Linked DNA regions of Cricetulus griseus: region 1 is linked to region 2. A link is a contact called in public Hi-C data. All regions are on one chromosome and are shown on one strand. Each heading gives the region's core, a stretch centred on a gene start, on an enhancer-like site or on the middle of the called end of the contact. The rest is flanking DNA. Distances are from core to core; before and after follow the strand shown.

Region 1 (4,930 bases), core at 1,009-3,508, 37 kb before region 2:
AGGCCCTATCCAGGATTTTCCCTAGGCCGATAAACTTAGAGCCCCTTCTCGTCTAAGCTCAGAGCCGATTATCTTAGGGGCCTATACATGTAAGGAATTTCCTTTGTCCTGGGTTTTTGGCTGCTGGGTCTCATTTCAGCTTCCTCGGTGCAAAGGGCCAATTTGAAAGTCCCTGCCACCTAAAATCCATCTCAAGACATCTCTACAGGATCTGCTCTGAGTTCCCTGTGGGCCCTGCAGAGTGAAGGTTTCACTTTAACAGCATCTCCTGTTGGGCTAGGCTAGGACTCCAGGCAGGCTTGGACTTCTCACGCTCCAGCAGTGCCAAGCAGTTGTGATCCTCCCCATGCTGGGAACCAACCCGGTCTTCTGGAAGTGCAGCAGGTGCTCTTAATGGCTAAGCCAGACCCCCAGCGTCTCTTTCCCTACTGCCCCACCTCAGGAACCATCCCAGTGTCTCACTGGGTCCCTTCTCATGGCCTCTTTCCTGCTTCAGGATTTGCCCAGAGCCTGGCCATCATCCCATCACTTCACCCCAGGCCTGACAGGATCAGGCACAAAATGAGGGTTTGTGGAACGGTTGAATGAACCCGACTTCGTCAGGCATTGCAATTTACAAAGCACTTTCCCATCCATTAACTCCAGGGCTATTCCCTAAGAGTCCTCCCTGCCCTGCACTGCCCTCAGGACGGTCAAGGAGGCTGCTACGTTTAACACTGCCTGGAAGAGACCAAGGAGGGCTTGTTCACACAGAGAGACTCCATTTCAGGAGCCGGCAAGTATGTTGACAACAGGAACTGGCTCTCACAAGATAGCTCCATGTGTGAACAATGTCTGTCATGTCTGTCAGCACAAGGTCTATGAAATACTTTAAATGAGGCCCCCAAGCCTCGAGCTCTGGCATTGCGGGGTGCATCACTATGCTCACTCATATTTAACAGATGACAAGCCTGAGCCCAGAGTGGCTGTGCACCTGCCCGAATCTCTATTCGTTCCCCAGCAACAGGGAGCACTTCGGACACAGTGGGCCAAGATACTGCAGCACCTACCAATTCCACAGGAAGGGAAGCAGGCAGCCCTCCCTTCAAGCCCAAGCTACCATGTGTGGTCGGCACGGCACGTCCCCCATTTGACTAGTATAACACGAAGCCTGTGGTACCTAAGAGGGCGGGACCAAAAGCCCTCTGAGTGCAGCCACTCTGTTCTCAGGTGGCTCCAGCATCCTGCTGCCTGTTGCAAAACTTGCCACGAGGCTTTTAAGTACTCACGTGACCAGGGGCAAGTCAACCTTTCACCTCAATCACCTGCTGTTATCAATACCTCCCGCTGCAAAAGTTCAGACACCCTAACACTGAGGAGGGCCCACCTGCCAGTGGGCTGAACCCATGGCAACTGCTCTGTGGACATCCCGCCTATTTGACATTTCTTCCCGGGTTTGAACCTGGCCCGGAAGGTGAACCTCCTCGCTTCCAGGTTGCCCACTCCTGTTCTCGAATAAGAAAGTCCCACCACCTCCTTTCTCCAGGGCCTGGGAAACAGCAAAACTCTGCTCGCCTACAAGACTCCAGTGCGCCCTCTAGCGGACTGGGGCGCGAGCTGGGGCGGGGTGGGGGTCATGCTTTCCTCCCTCGAGCTCCCCCGCGGCGCCGAGCGCACCTGGGCCAACCCAGCTCACCAAGCAGGTTGGGGGACCCAGTGAGTGATAGGGTGGCAGTTAGCGGCTTCCTCTGCCTATCCTCCCCGAAAAGGCCGTCAGCAGCCACGTCTGTCACCAAAGAGCGGGGCAGTGGGGCAGTGAGCCGAGGCCCGGCCGCTGCCTCGAAGCCAGGGTCTCCTGCACTTCTGGATCTCCCAGCGCCGCCTCCGGGACCTGTCCCCAGGTAACCGTCTTGCGCATCCCCCACCTTCACTTCCTAGGTCCCCAGGGTGCTGGCTGCGGAGCGGCCCTGCCTCCCTTTTTGGCAGGCACGGGCTGCTTGGAACTGTAAAGGAGGACCTTGGGGTGGCCTGGGTGGGAGCGAGGGGAGCGTCCCCACGCAGGGTCCTAGAAAAAGAGAAGGGGTGCCGGGAGCCCCTCCGGGCCGGCCTCCTAGAACTGCCCTCGCGCTCCCGCCGCGGCGCCCCCGCCTCTGCCAGAAACCAGCCTTCTTAGAAGGGAGGGTGGGGGGAAAGTGTGAATGAGAAGTTGGGGGCGGAGCGCGGGGGAGGGGCCGCTGCCAGGAACGCTCGGCCACCGCTGGCGCCGCGCCCGCCGGCCGGCCGGGCAGCCTCGCGCCGCGCTTTGTCTCCCTCTCGGTGAGTGTCGGCGGGTCCTGGAGGCCCAGCTCCAGGCCCGCCCTCGGCCGCCCGCGGCCCCTCCCTCGCCCTGCGCGCACAGCCTTTCAGTGCAGAGTAGTGACTAAACATTACAAGAAGACGGGCCCAGCAGTTCCAGGAATCGGGGGGGCGGGGCGTGCTGGCCGCGTAAATACCCGCGCGCGCGGCCTCGCCGGCGGCTCTAACTCGCACTCTCCGGCTCTCCTGCTCTCACCCGCCACTGCCTCGCCGGGCTCCCGGACGCCCCCTGCCCGGCCCAGCTCTCTGTCGTGGCCCCTCGCCCGGGTCCTTTGCCTGATCCATCCCGGGGGCGCCTGATCGGCCCCGGGGGCAGCGAAGCCGGAGGGAACGCACGCCCCGGGAGCCCCTTTGTGGACTGCTCGACCGCCAACATCTGGGCGCAGCGCGGGCCACTGCTGGCCGCCGCCGCCGCCTCGCCTTGGGGGCCGTAGGAGGCGCAGCCCCAAAGCCGGAGACTTCGCTTCGGGACTAGGTAGGAAGGAGGGGCGCGGTGTGGGGAAGGGTGGGGGCCCCGATCCAGCTCGGGAGCTTTTCCCGGTTTCTCCTCCCCTTCCCGGGTCATTCCCGGTAGGGAGGGGACGAGGTAGGGGGCAGAGCGGATGAGAGCCGAAGATCCCGGGTTCCCGTAATACTCGGACTGGGGCCCTTGGGCTTCTCCAGTCCCCTCTCCCACAGATCTCGGGTTTGTCACCCCCCTTTTCGTCCTCGCCACCGGACTGAGCGGCGCCCTAAGCGTCCCTGGGGCTCTTGTCTCGCTCCCCATCCTGGCGGTGCTCCTGGAGACCCAACTTCCCTCTCGAGTTTGTCTCGGGTGTTCTCTTCTCCCAGGGCGCGCTGGAGAAGGGACTGTCTGGGGTTGGCCGGCGGGGACTGAGGCCGGGAGAGCTCCGCGAGGTGGCTGAGACGCGGCCTTCCGCGGGGCAACCGGGGGCCCCGGGCGCTCGGCGGAGGCTGGAGGAGGGCTGGACACACTGGAGGGTTCCGGGTACTCACGCGCCGGGCGCTTTCCTCTCCGCAGCCCCCCGGGATGCGGTAGCGGCCGCTGTGCGGAGGCCGCGAAGCAGCTGCAGCCACCGCCGCGCAGATCCACGCTGGCTCCGTGCGCCATGGTCACCCACAGCAAGTTTCCCGCCGCCGGGATGAGCCGCCCCCTGGACACCAGCCTGCGCCTCAAGACCTTCAGCTCCAAGAGCGAGTACCAGCTGGTGGTGAACGCCGTGCGCAAGCTGCAGGAGAGCGGATTCTACTGGAGCGCCGTGACCGGCGGCGAGGCGAACCTGCTGCTCAGCGCCGAGCCCGCGGGCACCTTCCTTATCCGCGACAGCTCGGACCAGCGCCACTTCTTCACGCTGAGCGTCAAGACCCAGTCAGGGACCAAGAACCTACGCATCCAGTGCGAGGGGGGCAGCTTTTCGCTGCAGAGTGACCCCCGGAGCACGCAGCCGGTGCCCCGTTTCGACTGTGTGCTCAAGCTGGTGCACCACTACATGCCGCCCCCGGGCGCCCCCTCCTTCTCTTTGCCACCCACGGAACCCTCCTCCGAGGTGCCAGAGCAGCCACCTGCCCAGGCGCTCCCCGGGAGTACCCCCAAGAGAGCTTACTACATCTATTCTGGGGGCGAGAAGATTCCGCTGGTACTGAGCCGACCTCTCTCCTCCAGCGTGGCCACCCTCCAGCACCTCTGCAGGAAGACCGTCAACGGCCACCTGGACTCCTATGAGAAAGTGACCCAGCTGCCTGGACCCATTCGGGAGTTCCTGGACCAGTATGATGCTCCCCTTTAAAGAGCAAAGGGGTCAGGGGGGGCCTGGGTCGGTCGCCTCTCCTCCGCGGCACATAGCACAAGCACAAAAATCCAGCCCCAATGGTCGGTAGCTCCCAGTGAGCCAGGGGCAGGTAGGCTTCTTCCTCGGGCCCCTCGGCTTGGCGAAGTGAGTCAGGTGGGACCTGGAATGTGTCTGAGGGGAGGGGAGTTGCCACCTGCTTTCCCTGCCCCAGCTCCAGCTTCTCTCTCAAGAGGAGCCAGCTGGCCTGGTGGGACAATAGCATTGACAAGTGGACTCTCCTCTCTTCTTCCCTTCCTCCACACCCCTCTGCTTCCCAAGGGAGCGGAGGGAGGGAGGGAGGACACCTCGAGTGTGTTGAACTAATGAGAACTGCAGGGGGATCTTCAAACTTTCCCACGGAACTTGTTTGCGCTTTGATTTGGTTTAAATCCCGAGCAGGCGCCAGGCCTGGGGGCCAAGGGCGGCAGGCTGGCCAAAGAAACGACCACTCCCACTGCCCAGCCTAGGTGAGGAGTGGTGGCTCCTGGCTCTAGGGAGAGAGAGGCAAGGGGTGACCCGAAGAGAGCCATTCTGGTGCCAGGCTCCTCCCTTGGGGCAGCTAATGAGACCTCCCAGAGCCCTCCCCGTTGTTAAGGCTCCCTCACAGTGGCATGCGGGAGGGAGACGGATAGGGCTGGTCAGTTGGCCACCTTTCCCAACACCGGAGGGAGACAGGTGAACAGATGAGCCATCTTGGAGCCCAGGTTTCCTTAGAGAAGATGGGGGACTCTTTTGTTTCTCCTATGTCAGGCTAGGAGACTTGCCTT
Region 2 (5,408 bases), core at 215-2,714:
CACAACGTGTGGCTGATATTGCATGAAATTCAAGCTTCAGCGTCCAGAGTTTACTGGCATGGTTGTCCATGATCTGAGTTGTCTCTCACTCCCGGACTAGAAGCTAAAATATTTACCACATAGCCCTTTTCAGGAAAAGCCTGCTGGCCCCTGGCCTAGAGGAAGCAGAGTCAAAGGTTCTGGGCCAAGAGCAAAAATCTACTTCCTTGCTGGAAGCCCACTGCTGCAGGACACAGGGCAGGGCAGAGGAGGGGAGGGTGACCTTTGAGGCATAGGATCCCAAAAGCAAGATGACCTTGTCATTCCCACCAAGGAAATAGAAGTCAAGGGTTGCCAAAAGCCAGGTCTCCCTGCACAAGTTTTCTGGGCCAGAGGGAAGGAGCCAAGATAGGGGAGAACTAGAGAAGTCCCCAGTGCTCATCCCAGGAAACAAGGAGTCCTGTGAGGTTCCAAGCTTGGACACAAGGAAGTTTCCCAGCCTGTCCAAGGAAACTGGGAATGCTCCTCTCTTCTGTGGAGCTTGTCTTTCCTGTCTCCTCAGGAGTCAAGATGGGCTTGTGACTTGGGGAGAACTGGAAGGTTCTCTGGGGGTTGCTGTCCTAATTCAAAAACCCCTGCTCCAGCTGCCTCGGATCTGGGCCCCTCCCCCCCCCAGTGCAGCAGAAGCTAGAACAATGGCTGTGGCTAGCTGTACAAGAAATGGAGGGGCTCCCAGGGACCTGCAGCAGACCCTCATCTGATTGCAGGGTGCTGAGGTCATAGCTGGTGGCCACACAATCCTGAGGTGAGGGAGAAGAGTCACGCGTGATTCTCGGGGCATCTGTAGGAAGCTGGACCACGGGGCATCCATCCAGCCTGCTGCGGAGCTGCTCTACAGCAGCCCGTGCACCTAGCACCCTCCTGTGAGACCTGGGAAGCTTCTCCATTAGGGTGGGGGCTGCATGACATCTTCTCAGTACTGAAGACAGAAAGCCCCCTCCTGGTGCCTGGTAGCTTACACAGAGCAGGTACCCAGGGAATCTCAGCCTGAAACAGAGGTGGGATAAGGTGCTGTTGGGAACACGAGGGGAAGGTGAGGGCCCTCCTCAGGCCCACCCTGCAGCCTGGGGTGTGAATTCAATGTGTTAGGACAGGTTGGGAGGATGGGCAGGGATGGTTGGAGGCTGGTTGGCTTGGTCGGGCGTGGATCAGCACATCAGGCCCAGGGACAGGTCAGTGGAGTGGCTCTGGGCCAGTGCAGCCATGACACTCACACCCATCCCATCCCATGCCCAGCCATTCAAGGGAGCTTGCAGGAAGCCAAGTGCCTGCAGCTTCCACTCAAAGCTCTGCCCTCTCTCTTCACCACAGCCACAAGGGTAGCAACCTGCCACAGCAGTGCTGAGAAGCCCCACCCCTGGTCTCACACACCCACCGACTCCACCCAACCTCTGAGCCACACCTCCTAGTATCCTTGGCTCTCAGCTCCAGAACTCCAGCCCCTGGATATTGCCTCACTCTTCAGAGAGTCTCCCAGCCCAGGTCCCCACCCTGGCCCTTTGCCTCAGTCCCTCCCTCTCTCTGAACTTCCCAGAGCCTCTCCCCTCCCTGACTGCAAGTCACCTGACTGGGAGGCCCAAGCCCGCCTCACCCAGATTCCACACCCCAACTTTCCCAGCTGTGAAGACACCAAAGGACAATCCCTTGGCGCTGTGGAGCTCCCACTCTCCCGGCCCATCCCTCCCCGCTGCACAGCTCTGGCACAGGCACGTTACAGGTTCACCAGCCGCACAGGCACGCATGTTGTATGCACACAAGCTCGCTCACTCACACGAGTGTGCGTGCACACACACAGCTTAGCTTAAGCGTACACCTAGGTATGCATACGCCCCCTCCACAGGCGTACATGTGTGCATATACACACTCTCATGAATGTACACAGCCACACAGGACACACACGCTCAGGTACACATGTGCACAATGCACGCACATTCTACATCCCGTGTTCCTTCCACCAGGACCCTCTCCAGAGACCCTCAGCTGTGACTCAGGGTCGCCATGGCTCCTTCTCTCTCCATGGCAGCATCCACACCACAGGCAGGCCTGTTATTTTTTCCTAATTCTCAAAAACTGGTGGCTGATACTTCAGTTCATTTTTTTAGAGCCAAGATTACACGTATAGTGTGTGTGTGTGTGTGTGTGTGTGTGTGTGTGTGTGTGTGTAATTATATGTATACATACACACATACCAATTACCTATTACAGTCACAGATATTGGTTAATGGAGGGCATCCCCATCTGCAAGCTCGGTTTCCATAGGAAAGGGACTTTCCTCAGAAGGAATCAAGACGCTGACGAACATATCCGTTCTTAACGATTTGGGGAGGGAAGCTGCACTCTCTTTACTGTAACTCAAACAGCTAAATTATTCATTGAGAGATGCAGGCAGAGACTCAACAGCAACAAGAGAAGCAGGAGACCCCAGCCCAGCCCAGTGACCCAGGCCTGGGACTTCCAGCCTTGGCTTCTGTGGGTGGTCTGGGAAATGAAGGTCCCCAGGGATCCCAGGGGCATTGGGAGAGCATTGCTCCCATTTCGGGCTGATGAGGACTGGAGGAAGACGGGAGAACCTTGCAGGAGAAGGGTCCTCGGCCCACAGTGACTTATCATTGGGAGGGCTGGTCGGTCTCTAGTCCTAGCTCTTTCCTGTAGCCAGGAACCTTTGCTGCTGGCCCTTCATGGTTGGGGTGGGAAGCTGTATGGCAAGAGCCGCTCCAAAGGGGGACTGGCTTCCTCCCACAGGGAATTCTGACAGAGAAGCATGGAAAGAGAAAACACCAGAGCCCAGTCTTTGAACCCAACTGGTCCCCACGCCCAGTTCCCTTAAGGTTGTTCTAGGCAGCAGAGGGAGAGAACCACACACAGGCCGGTGAATACCCAGGAAGGAGGCCTGCACTGAGTCCTTAAGGGTCCCTTTTGTGATTGGGGCCCAGCTCTGCCCATACCCAGGTAATGACTGTCACTGTCCGCAGTCTGGCAGCATGCTGAAGACTTCCCAACACAGAGGGGTCCTCAGAGGGCCAGGCCTTCGCTGCTTCCCTCCTGTGGGCAGTGCCTGGACTTGCCAGGGAGCAATACAAGGCTAAAGGACAAGGATGAGATGACGCATGGGGGCCCACGGTTGGAGGGAAGAGAAGGGTGAGCGCGCGCCCCTGGGGACTGAGCCCAAGTGAACAGAAGAGAGATGGAGGCCGCAGAGCAAGAGGCTGGGGAGCAGGAAGGAGGAAGGAGAAGACAGGGGAGGAGCAGGAGGAGGGAGAGGGGGGAGGAAGAGGACTAGTATTTGGAAAGTGGAGCCCTGGGGGAGCACGTGCTGACTCACTGCCTGCCTTCAATTTTCCCTGCTTCCTAGGGACTCTCATTTTATTTTCGGGAAAGCTGCCCTGCTGTGAGTAATTTGTTCTTAAACAAACAGAACCCAAGCAGCGGGGAGGCTAGGCGGGGCCTGAGTCACTCTCTGCCCAGGGGCCACCACACCTCAGGGTGGCCCCCTGGCTCTGGGCCTGAGCCTAGGCATGGGCTGGGCCTCCCTCATCCCAAGAGGCCCCTTATCCTTGGCCTTCAGGTGACCCCATTGCTCCACAGATGTTTGATGCCCACTCCTAAATGTGACACACTTTCGGGGCTCTCAGGATGCTGAGCGAGCTTCCTGCCTGTCTAAAGCCTGGAAAAGTATCTGGCACAGTTGGCTCTCAGTTAGTGTTTGTTGACTGACTGACTGCCTGCTCTCTTTGTTTCTTTAGACTTTTCTTTGGATAAGGCCTCCCGGGTCACTTCCTCCCCAGAAGCCCCTCTGTTGCATGAAGGACTTTACTGACAAACGTCCTTTCTGGGACCCCATCCTCTGTCACAATAAGTGGGTCTTTCTCCGAGTCTCTAGGACCTGCCTGGTCCTTTGGTGTGTGTTCCATGCACACCCACAGAAGAGAGCTGGTCCTTCACCTGCCTAAGAGACAGCAGGGCCAGGGCTCCACTCGTACCCCAGGGGTTCAGCCCTATGCTCCCCCACCCCCAGACATTCTTGCCCCGAAGGACTGAATGTCTGGGTTACAAGCCCTGGCTGGAAACCCTGTGTTGGGTTCCCAACACTGCCTAAGCCAGGCTCAGTGGTGCATGCCTGTAATCCCAGCACAGGGGCAGGCGGAGCCAGGAAGATCAGGAGTTCAAGACGGTCCTCCACTTCAAACTACGTAGTGAGTTTGAAGCCAGCCTTGAATATATGATACTCTGTCAAGGGAGGAGGGAGAGAAGGAGCAGTGCGGGGAGGGGTGCTGGGAGGGGATAGGATGGGACTGCAGGGCACAGAGGCCCAGAGAGGCCCAGTCACTAGCCAGTATGTAACAGGTGTAAGATGTGAATCCAGACCTGAAAGTCCATGATGCTCCTCTACCCTCTGCAATCCTGTGCCAAGGACTGTGGGGGTCAGGACCCCTAAGACACAGGACGGAACCCACATAGGCCGGGTATTTTCTACAGCGCAGGCCCAGTCAAGATGCAGCACCGACCCCAAGTCTCCAAGGTAGGACGTGTGTGCATCGCATAGGGAAAGAAACGTAACCCTTTTTCTATTTTTTTATACACCCTCTTTAAGTTTCAACTTTTATGGACACATAAAATATAAGCTCAGTAATAAAGCGCCTATGGCTCATAAATAAATAAAAATGCGTCTCTGAAATGTTTTCCTGAAAGGGCGAGATTGCCCCCTCTTCTGTGGGTCACTGCACCGGGCGCCTCCCACTCAGTAGATGCTCAATAAAAGTCTCCATCCCGAGGCATGTGGACCCCTTGCAGCCCTGGTTGGGGGCCGTGGGGTCTCCTCCACCAGATCCCTCGCAGGGCTCGGAGCCTCACCCACCTCTCCCACCTCCAGCCCTCTCTGCCGCCCCCCCCCGCCCCCACACACACACCGGGAGGCGACTGGCTGGTCTACCGGGAAGGGAGGCAGCTGGCTGTGCAGCTACAGAAAGACCCAGGCTTCCCCAGCCCGCCCCGTGCTTCCTTGCCGGGTCCTCCGGGGGTGGCACGCGCCCAACGCAGCCCTGCACGGTGGTGCGGCCAGCCGGCGCCCGGGTGCCCAGCCCTGGCTCTGCCCTCCGCCAAGGGCGGCCCCGGCTGCAGCCGCCCGGCCTTTGCGCGCTCGGGAGCGCGTTTCCAGTAAGCTCGAGCCAGCCAGCGCAGCTGTTCCCGACAGTTCGGCCCGGTGCGGGCCTGCACAGATGCCCGGGCCGCCGCCGCGTCTACGCCAGCGATCAATGCTTGCATCCTCGGCTCCCGCCCCGGCCCAGGCCTGCCAGGCTGCGGGGTCCTGCATGGTCCGGGACCACTGATATGCAGGGCGCCATCACGTCGGGTGCCCCTGCTCATGATCT

The links. Hi-C and Micro-C count contacts between places; a contact is called where the count stands out from the background.
Region 1: a Hi-C map of the CHL-YN cell line shows a contact between it and region 2, with 2.1 times the contacts expected there. The contact joins the promoter of Socs3 here to the enhancer-like site in region 2. A contact is called at or near these places in 2 of 8 Hi-C or Micro-C datasets (the CHL-YN cell line and the CHO-K1 cell line).

The regions. Positions count from the first base shown.
Region 1 is chr7:130,531,505-130,536,434 of CriGri-PICRH-1.0, reverse strand. Socs3 (suppressor of cytokine signaling 3) reads left to right here and starts at 2,258. Exons shown (of 2, transcript XM_027425526.2): 1 at 2,258-2,809; 2 at 3,356-4,930. The coding sequence starts at 3,444. The coding sequence ends at 4,121.
Region 2 is chr7:130,492,992-130,498,399 of CriGri-PICRH-1.0, reverse strand. No RefSeq gene overlaps it. Among named protein-coding and RNA genes, the nearest start is that of Socs3, 38 kb to the left of the region's middle. Within about 2 kb of position 1,464, at least 1 of the 6 cell types and tissues checked has open chromatin away from gene starts, as enhancers often do.